2 separate regions of the Mus musculus genome follow, and region 1 is linked to region 2. The links are chromatin contacts, called in public Hi-C maps. All regions are on one chromosome and are shown on one strand. Each heading gives the region's core, a stretch centred on a gene start, on an enhancer-like site or on the middle of the called end of the contact. The rest is flanking DNA. Distances are from core to core; before and after follow the strand shown.

Region 1 (4,395 bases), core at 822-3,321, 960 kb before region 2:
CTTTCCATCTCCGGACGGGGTGCCTGTCTACCTGGGACTCCGCATCCCACTCCTGAGCCGGCTGCAGCCCCACCCTCTGAAGCCTGAGGCTCAGAGCAGGGACACTCTTGCCCCAAATTCTCAGGATTTATACCCAGAATCCAGGACACTGGGGTCCCCCAGGACACCAGAGAACCTCCAGATGGAACCTGAAAAATTGAATAATATCTTTTACCAGCTTATGGGGCCGAGAAGATCAGCGATATGAATTCTGTTTACAGCGACGCACACAGCTGGAATCTATATCCAGATGGTACATGCTTTCCACCACACTGCCATCAAGCTGAGACCTATCTAAAAGATCTTGGGGGAATAGAGTTCTGAGGGGAGGGGAAAGAATACACAAAGACAGTCATACTAGGATCTGAAGGGGTGGTTCGGCAGTGAAGAATACCAGAGGTAGATAGATAGATAGATAGATAGATAGATAGATAGATAGATAGATAGACAGATAAGTAGATAGATAGATAGATAGACAGATAAATACAGATAGATATCTCCAGGCATAGTAGTATGCCCTTTTAATTTCAGCACTCGGGAGGCAGAGGCAGGTGGATCTCTATGAGTTTGAGGCAAGGCTGTTCTACATATCAAGTTCCAGTCCAGACAGAGCTACATAGTGAAACCCTGTCTCAAAAATACAAACAAGGGCCAGGCAGTTGTGGTGCACGCCTTTAATCCCAGAACTTGGGAGGCATAGGCAGGCGGATTTCTGAGTTCGAGGCCAGCCTGGTCTACAGAGTGAGTTCCAGGACAGCCAGGGCTACACAGAGAAACCCTGTCTCGAAAAGCCAAACAAACAAACAAACAAACAAACAAATAGGACTTAAAAGACAGTTAAACTAGACCTGGCAACTAAACAGGTAGCCCGAGGATTCCAGTAGGCTAGGTTTAAACTTAGGTTTATCCTGAGTGCCCCACCATTCCACTAAGGGGTGAAAACCCTTTCATCTACAAGTCCCTGGCTAGCCCTCCTTCCAGCTCAGAAAGTGAGTCTGAAGGGCCTACTTGGGGTGTTATGTGACCTTCTGGTCATTTGACCCCAACACCCTGGGGCTACACTCTGGCCCCCTGAGCAGAGCTACTCTGGGGATGGGTGTCTGGCAGCTGCTTTGTGTGCAAAGGACCAATGGGTAGCTGACCTTCCTAAGGCCCACCACTGGTGATATAGGGAAGACAGTGTCTGTCAGCACAGGGCTAGCACCAGACTCCAGAGGTGAAGCCAAAACACAGGGCCACCCTTCTACAAAACATGACTCCAGGCCTGGCTCAGAGGAGCAGTTCTCCCGGGTGGCAGGAGATGGCTGTGTGAAACAAAGCCCCATCTGTCACTTGCCTGTCATCTACTTGTTTGGTCTGGTTATGGGGTCATCCTATTGTTTCCTAGGATCAGAGACAGTGGGAAAGCAAAAATTGTGGGAAGTTCATAGGAAAGACAGGAGGGGCTTCCAAAGTAAGAAGAGGCTGCAAAGGGGAGGTACATAAAAGATCCCTCCCCTCTGAGCTGGACGCCCAGAGCCGAGGCTGGGGGCTGGGGGAGTAAGGCCTGGCCACCAAATGTTATTCGGGCAGACCTCCGGCTTGTAGTAACAAAGCTAGGCAGGAGGGAGAGGGGGAGGGGAGAGAAGAAGGAAAGGAGGGCAAGAAGGAGGGGAGAGGCAGAGGAGGAGGAGAGTGGAGGAAGGAGGGAAGAAAAGAGGGGGGAACTGATCGGGGAGGGAGAAGAAGGAAGAAAGGAGACATGACTGCACCCTGGTGTCTCCAGGGTGCTCAGGGCCTGTCTTAGAAGCAGGGCCGGGGTGTGTGCAACTGGAGATTGTGTACACAAAGCTTCAGAGACGCCTCGCCCAGCTCCTGACCTGGCCAGCCACCTGTCGCCTTTAATGCCTAGGTGGACAAGCTCTAGGCTCCAAAGGGGCAACTCAGTCCCTCCCCCTTTTCCCCTCCTCCTCTCCCCTCCCCCTCAGCTGAGGAGCCAGGGGAGGGTGAGTCAGCAGGGCCCCGGCTCCTGGCACTGACTCACCCGGCCACAGGGCTGTCATTCACTTCCAGCAGTGTCACTTCCCCAGCACCAGGGCTACAGGGTCCTGGGCAGGCGCTGTGGAGGCCGGGACTACTCCTGGAGGCGGCTACCACGTCCACAAACTTCCCCCTTTGCAAGCTACAGAAACCCAAGGCTGCACTGCACCTGTGTATGAAAGGGAAGCAGAGCCCTTTTGTCTTCCTCTCTCTGCAGAAATGCAAGAGAAGTCCCAAGAGTTAGCCAAGCCACCTTGTGACCCCTCCACACTGCCGGGCCCCTAATGTTATCATTGGTGCTGTCTGAAGCCCTGGCTTCATGGAGAGCAGGCAGTGCACTCTGCTCTGTGACCTCAGGCGAGTCACTGCCCCTGGGCCTCAGCCTTACCCTCTATGCAGTGAGTACAATGTCTGGGTGATATTTTAAATGTACCCTTCCCTGCAGTGTTCCTCTTTTAATGCTTCTTTTTCCCCCACAGGAAGGACGTCCTTCCTCCCTCACACCAAGGCCCAATCAATCAATCAATCAATCAGACTGTGGACCTAAAAGCATGGCATCCTCTACCCAGATCCATCCTCTGTTCTGAACAAAGGAGACACTGTGCCTGCTTCCTCACCCTTCCCCCTAGAAGACCTCCAAAGGCTGCTGTCTCACACCCCACACCTTGGCTCCAGAGTGCCCTTGATGGGGAACACTAGTCCATCCAAGAGTAATGAACAGAACCCTCACCAGGCTGTGACAGGCAGCCTCTGGGGTGATGGCCTCATGGCCTCTCTCACCACACCACCAGCCTGAGCTCAGCAGTCTATCACTGGCCCCTTCCACTGAGAGTCCTAGCTGCTTCCAGACATCAATCACAGTAAACACATCAAAGAGTGTTGAGGGGCCTGCAGATGTTCAGGGCAGGCATGCGCTGCAGAGCCACAGGGCAAAGCACAGACAGACAGACAGACAGACACCTAGAATATGCTTGAAAGAGAGGAGGGATGACCTGAACCTGTTCCCGGCCACAGAGCACAACTTCCCCAAGAAGATGAACAGTCTTTTTTGTTGTTTTGGAGAGCCCCAAATCTTCGCTTCCATTTCTATCACACAATGCATCCCCTGAGCGGTGCGCTCTCTGGATGATTCTGTGGTGAACGTGCTGTGGTCTTTCCCCAAAGGTTTCTCAAGGACCAGGGACTTCCCTTGGAAGCTGCATGGTAGGGCCACAGAAGTGCATTCAGATGCAATCCCACTCTGTGGGGGAGGAAACCAAGACCAAGGCCCTACCACACTCTATCACGGACATGGATGGCCACAGGAGACGTGCTCCAGAGAGGGAGCCTGAGGGAGGTAGGGGAGTGGGGACACTCCTAACACTCCCACCCTGTGGATACAGTAGGCACCAGAGGCAGAGAGTAAACTCCTATGGCAAACCTGGGTGCACGGGAGTCATATCTAACTCTGTCAGGCTGACGGACGTTGGTGCAGCGGGTGGCGGTGGTAGCGGCTTCCAGGGCTACAAGATGGTGCCTAACACCAGCTACTGCTTGGCTAGAAGAAAAACTCAGCGTTAAAATCCACACGGGGAGTATCAGGAGGTTGACACAGTCAGCTGTGTCTTCCCCATGCACAGGGCATCTCCCAGAGCAACCCCCACATCTGTCTCTCCACCGTAAGCCCAGGTAAGCTCTTGGGATGCCCAACGAGGCCCAGCACACACCCTGCCTCATCAAACCTTCTATTTGCTAGGGGCTGCACTCTGGTTCAGAACTGGGAAAGTTTGGGCAAAGTTTCAAGATCAGTTTGAGAAACCTCAGTTTCTTTTTCTTTCTTTTTGTTTTTGTTTTGTTGTTGGTGGCGGTGGTGGTGGTGTTTTGTTTTGTTTTGTTTTGACACATGGTCTCATTGTGTAGTCCTAGCAGGCCCAGAACTCATCATATAAACCAGGCTGGCCTTGAACTCAGAGAGCTCCATCTGCTTCTATCACTTCCAGCCAGCCAGCTCTTGGCCTGATAGTCTGTAGAACCCAGAGACAAATCTAGAGTGTAAGTACCTAGACCCATCTGGACCTATTGACTCAAATCTTTAAGGTGGAGCCCGGAAATCTCACCCGTTACATCCGCTTCCCAGGAGTCTTAAAATCAAGAAACGCAGGGAAGGGCAGGGCTGGGACCTGGGAGGCACTGGATAAAATGTCAAACAAAACTGACCAGTGGAAGAGCCGTTGGTTGGCTGATGCAGTGCATTTGTGCCAGCCTGCATACACTGGGGGCCTAGCAAAGGCAGAGGCCTTTCAGAGGCCTTCAAAGGCTGCTCCTCGCCACACCCACTCCTTTTATTTTACAAAGAGA
Region 2 (4,270 bases), core at 101-2,600:
GTGCTTGGTCTGGCCCTTGTGATGTATGCCCTGGGTTTTCTGCACAGCCTTGGAATAAGCTGACTCCTATTAGACCCTTAGTCCAAATATAAAACCAGAGTATTCAGGTACCATGGGCTAGAGACTGGACAAGTAGGCAAGTTCTTGAAAACTGACAATCTTATGGGATCAATTACGGACCTAGAAGGCCTGGTGACAGCACACATAGTCATTTCCTTGCCATTACTCCAAAGTGCAGTCTGATGTCCCCATTTTATAAGTAAGAAAATCTAGGCTTGGGGGAGACTGAAAGTTTACAGTTAGCAAGTGGCCGCAGGTCCCAATTAGCTTGATCTTCAAAGCCTAGCTAGCTCCCCTTTCTTCCTTGACAATTTATGGATCCAGTCTGATACCAGTGAGGTATCTGAACTCACCCCAATTCACACTGTGTCCCAGGATTCCTGGGGGGTACTTGCCAGAGGATAGATTAGCTGGACAGACCCTGGGCTGGGGAGAGGCAGGGTTCTATGGCAGAGAGGATAGGTCCTCTTGTTACTTGGAGCAACTGGGGTAACTTTTGGGGCTCTCAATCTTACAGTGAAAGAATTTAAAGTTAAGACTCAAAAGGAAGCTCAGGGCAATTTATTACAGGTTAAGGAAAAACAGCATAGGCAAGTTGGAAATCTCATTGGCCTCCAGGAGGAGGCATGCTGGAGAGAGTTGTGCCTTTAGAGTTAGATATGGAGGTCAGAGAATCCAAAAGCCCATGGTGATTGGGAAAAGATGCTTAGGAATACAGAACTATGGCTCTAAGTTTATATGCCACCAGATTGCAGGCTCTTGTGTTCCAGGGCAGAAGAATATTTGTACAGGGGGCTGATGGTTAGAAGTAGACATAGAGATAGCTGATTAAGAAAGGAAAAGTACTCTGAGGATAGAGGTGGGCTTATAAGCCTGGTTAAGTCCTTTGTAGTGTCTGCCTTGCCTGTCTGTGTTTTCAGGTCTTTTCTACCTATAGGTACTGTTGTGAAGCCCAAATAAAGACTTAAAGTCTTCCTCCGCAAGCTGACTTAATTCCTAGGTTAATGTTGATGTCTTAATTCAGGGATCCTATTCTGCTACTGTAGTTTCAAGCTTTTCAGCTTCACTCACTGTCTCCTTGAGGACATAAAAGGTTTTATATCTAACCAGCAGTATCTGTAGCTACAGGCTGTGTGGACATTTGGACCTTGTGGCAATCTTGGAAAAAGATGCCTGGTTGAGGCTTCCAACTTAGAAGCTGCAGCAACACTGGGTTATGACACTGGGGGCATTTCAGGGGGAGTTTCCCAGGGTTGGAAGACTATTTCCAGAGAGGTGCTACCCAGCAGGTGCTGTGGCGGGGTGGGGCTGAGGAGATGGGGAAACAGCTACTCACTCACTTCCCCTATCAGCCCCTGTGTGGAGCGGGGAGAGGCCTGCCTCCCTAATCACCTCATGTCCTGTCAGTGGTCACCCCACCCATACCCCAGTACACAAGGGGAAACTGAGGCAATAACCTCAGTGTGCTTCATTCTCCTGTCATCACACAGGAAAGGCTGTTGGTAGGACGTCTACTGCTCTGTGGTCTACTGCCTCACTATGCAATCTACAAAGTCACTGAACTACTCTGGATCTAAGGTTAGCATTTGCAAAACTGAACTGTGGTTTCTTTCCAGAGCAGAAAAGGAGGCTCATGGAAAGACTCTGGCCCAGTGCCTGGGCCTTTAAGCACTTGGAATTTCTCTCTTTGGGTGGTAGACTCCAAGGGTCACACCCTCCGTGCTTCAGAATGGGAGATAGCGTAGATCCTAGAAAGCTGGCCCCAGATTCTCTTCTGCTCCGAGCAAATTGAGTGACCTTGGTTAACTTATCTGGAAAAAAAAATGGCTTAATAACCATCCTGGCATAGGTGAGAAAAGTTAACCAATGCCTGGCCCAGATGGATTTGCCTGCCTGTCAGGGTGGGTACCTAAGCATCTTCCTCACCACCACCTTCCTGTTCCATGAGCTCAGCTGAGTGAGTTGTTATCTGGCCAACAGTGTACCTAGCGAATATCTCCTAAGTGCCCTCTGTGTGTTTGGCCCAGAGTAGAGGTGGTGGTGGTGGAGGGGGCAAGGGTAGTGGAACGCCTTCCTCTTGGAATATCTGGGGCTCAGGAAATGGACCACAGAGTGAAATGTGGCTGTGTGGTTTTGAATGACTTCTTGGGTGGTCACAGGGGACCTGAGTCCAAGATCAAGGAAGCCACTGGATGAAGGACCAGCTGGGGATTCGGGTTCTAAGGACAGAGGGACTGGGAACTTCCAGCAGTATCCCCAAAAAGGAGGGTGTCTGGTTGGGCACAGAATCTGGAGCCACTCCACTGTTGGATAGTGCTCACCTTGTTCCCTCAGCACAGACTGGAAGAGGACCACACTCTAGCTACAGTGATAGGGAGGTAACCTGGCTGGCCCTGGAGTCCCAGACTAAAGGTGAAGGGGACAGCAAAGAGCTGTACTGGGGAGGGTGGGGAGAGGTTGGGGGGGTAGTGGAGATCAGACTCGTTCAGTCATCACGTAAAGCAGAGTTTTTCAACATGTGTCAGGACCCCTTGAGGGTTGAATGATCCTTTTATAGGGGTCACCTAAGATCATCAGAAAACACAGATATTTACATGATGATTCATAACAGTATCAAAATTATAATTATGAAGTAGCAATGAAAATTGTTTTATAGTTGGAGTTACCACAACATGAGGAACTGTATGAAACGGTCTCAGCATTAGGTTGAGAAACATCATGTTAGATAGAGGTCCTGTGAGAGTGTTTGAGGGGGAGTGGGGCAAGCTGGGTACTTAAAACAAGCAGAACATGATAAGCTCCAGGCCAAAGGGATGAGGTAAGGGGTGGGACCCAGAACACAGAGAGGCGGGTCAGCTCAGCCTCAGCTTTAATCCTGTTGCTTCATCTGCTTTCAGAGACATGGCAGAGATAAGGGTGAACTCCACCCACTGGGTCACTAGGGAGAAGTGAAGGGTAGGGGCAGGGCAGGGCAGGGTTAAGGGGCCTCTAGAAAGAATGTGGAAAACCTGGAATTGGGTTTTGTTTTCATATTTTATTTTTATTTTTATTTTTATTTTTTACAGTGCTGAAAGTAGAACCCAGGGCCCTAGGCATGGTAGGTAAGCACTACCACTGGCCACATGACCTCACATTCCTGTCGTTCCTTTTGTCCTCCCTGTACTACCAGGCCTGGCTCTTTTCTCTTCTCTTCCTGTCTCCATTTTCCTCTACCTTCTTTTCTGGGCTCAAGCCATGCTTTTCTCTTAGCCTTGTCCATAGCTAGGACAGGCCAGAGCTATCAAGGACTGTTGGATGTGCATCTAGCTCTCATCTGTATAAGGACTAGTCCAGCCACAGCTTCACTGGAGTCTCGGGCGTTGATGACTCACCAAATGCTTTGGAAGTTGAGGGAGGAAAATTACTTTGGGTTTGAGGCCAAGCTGCAAAAAATTGCCTCATTGATTTCTCACGACAAATCCTGAAAGCATGGGTGCAAATCTCATCTCTTTATTGGCATCTGGTTTTGGTTTTGGTTTTGGTTTTGTCTTTTCAGCAGTGGGGATTAAATTGAGGGCCTCATGTATCATAGGTTAGTGCTCTACCACTGAGCACCATGCTCAGCTATCTCTTTTTGCTTTTTGAGACAGGATCTCACTAACTTATTCAGACTGGCCTCGAATACTTTCTATAGCCCAGTCTAGTCTTGGGCTTGGTGATTCTTCAGTTCTCAAGTGGCTGGACTCTAGGCCCACACTGCCAGTACTGGCTTTAACTTTGTTTTGCAGCTGGGGAAACTGAGGCAGCCAGGTGTGTTGCCAGAATTCTTTTCTGAATTCTGGGAAGTAGCAGCATCAGAATTGGAATCCAGAACTTACCTTTCCTTTGAGGTTGAGGGTGTGTATCCCAAACACTGACTTAAAAGAGACTTCAGTATTTCATATCAAGCTGAGCTCATTGTTTCCATGCCTTCCTTCTGGCTGCAGCTGATAGCCTTACCTCTCCCTCATCTGCAAGATCATCTGAGAGCTAGTCCCTACCAGACCCAGAGCTGCTATCCATCTGGTCTGCCTGGAAGATGGCCCTTTGCTAGCAGCTCCCAGCCTTCTTCAGAGTGGTCAGTGTCCCCTGCAAGCTCAGTAAGTCAGAAATATGGGTATGATGACACACCCTCATATCCCTCACCTCTTCTAGCCTCTTCTCATGCACACAGCTGTGAACTGGAAGGGTA

What was found. Hi-C and Micro-C count contacts between places; a contact is called where the count stands out from the background.
Region 1: a contact with region 2 is called in a Hi-C map of neutrophils, with 4 times the contacts expected there. The contact joins two enhancer-like sites. A contact is called at or near these places in 1 of 484 Hi-C or Micro-C datasets (neutrophils) and 2 of 115 datasets of contacts at active chromatin or transcription factors (bone marrow-derived dendritic cells and bone marrow-derived macrophages).

The regions. Positions count from the first base shown.
Region 1 is chr6:91,710,712-91,715,106 of GRCm38.p6, reverse strand. The region is part of intron 2 of Slc6a6 (solute carrier family 6 (neurotransmitter transporter, taurine), member 6); the gene reads right to left. It overlaps Gm44981 (a long non-coding RNA gene), which reads left to right. Exons shown (of 3, transcript XR_003956469.1): 3 at 2,538-3,518. Among named protein-coding and RNA genes, the nearest start is that of Gm44981, 9.0 kb to the left of the region's middle. Within about 2 kb of position 2,071, at least 265 of the 459 cell types and tissues checked have an H3K27ac peak or open chromatin away from gene starts, as enhancers often do. A contact at or near this core is called in neutrophils, where this site is marked.
Region 2 is chr6:90,748,926-90,753,195 of GRCm38.p6, reverse strand. The region is part of intron 1 of Iqsec1 (IQ motif and Sec7 domain 1); the gene reads left to right. Among named protein-coding and RNA genes, the nearest start is that of Iqsec1, 59 kb to the left of the region's middle. Within about 2 kb of position 1,350, at least 88 of the 459 cell types and tissues checked have an H3K27ac peak or open chromatin away from gene starts, as enhancers often do. A contact at or near this core is called in neutrophils, where this site is marked.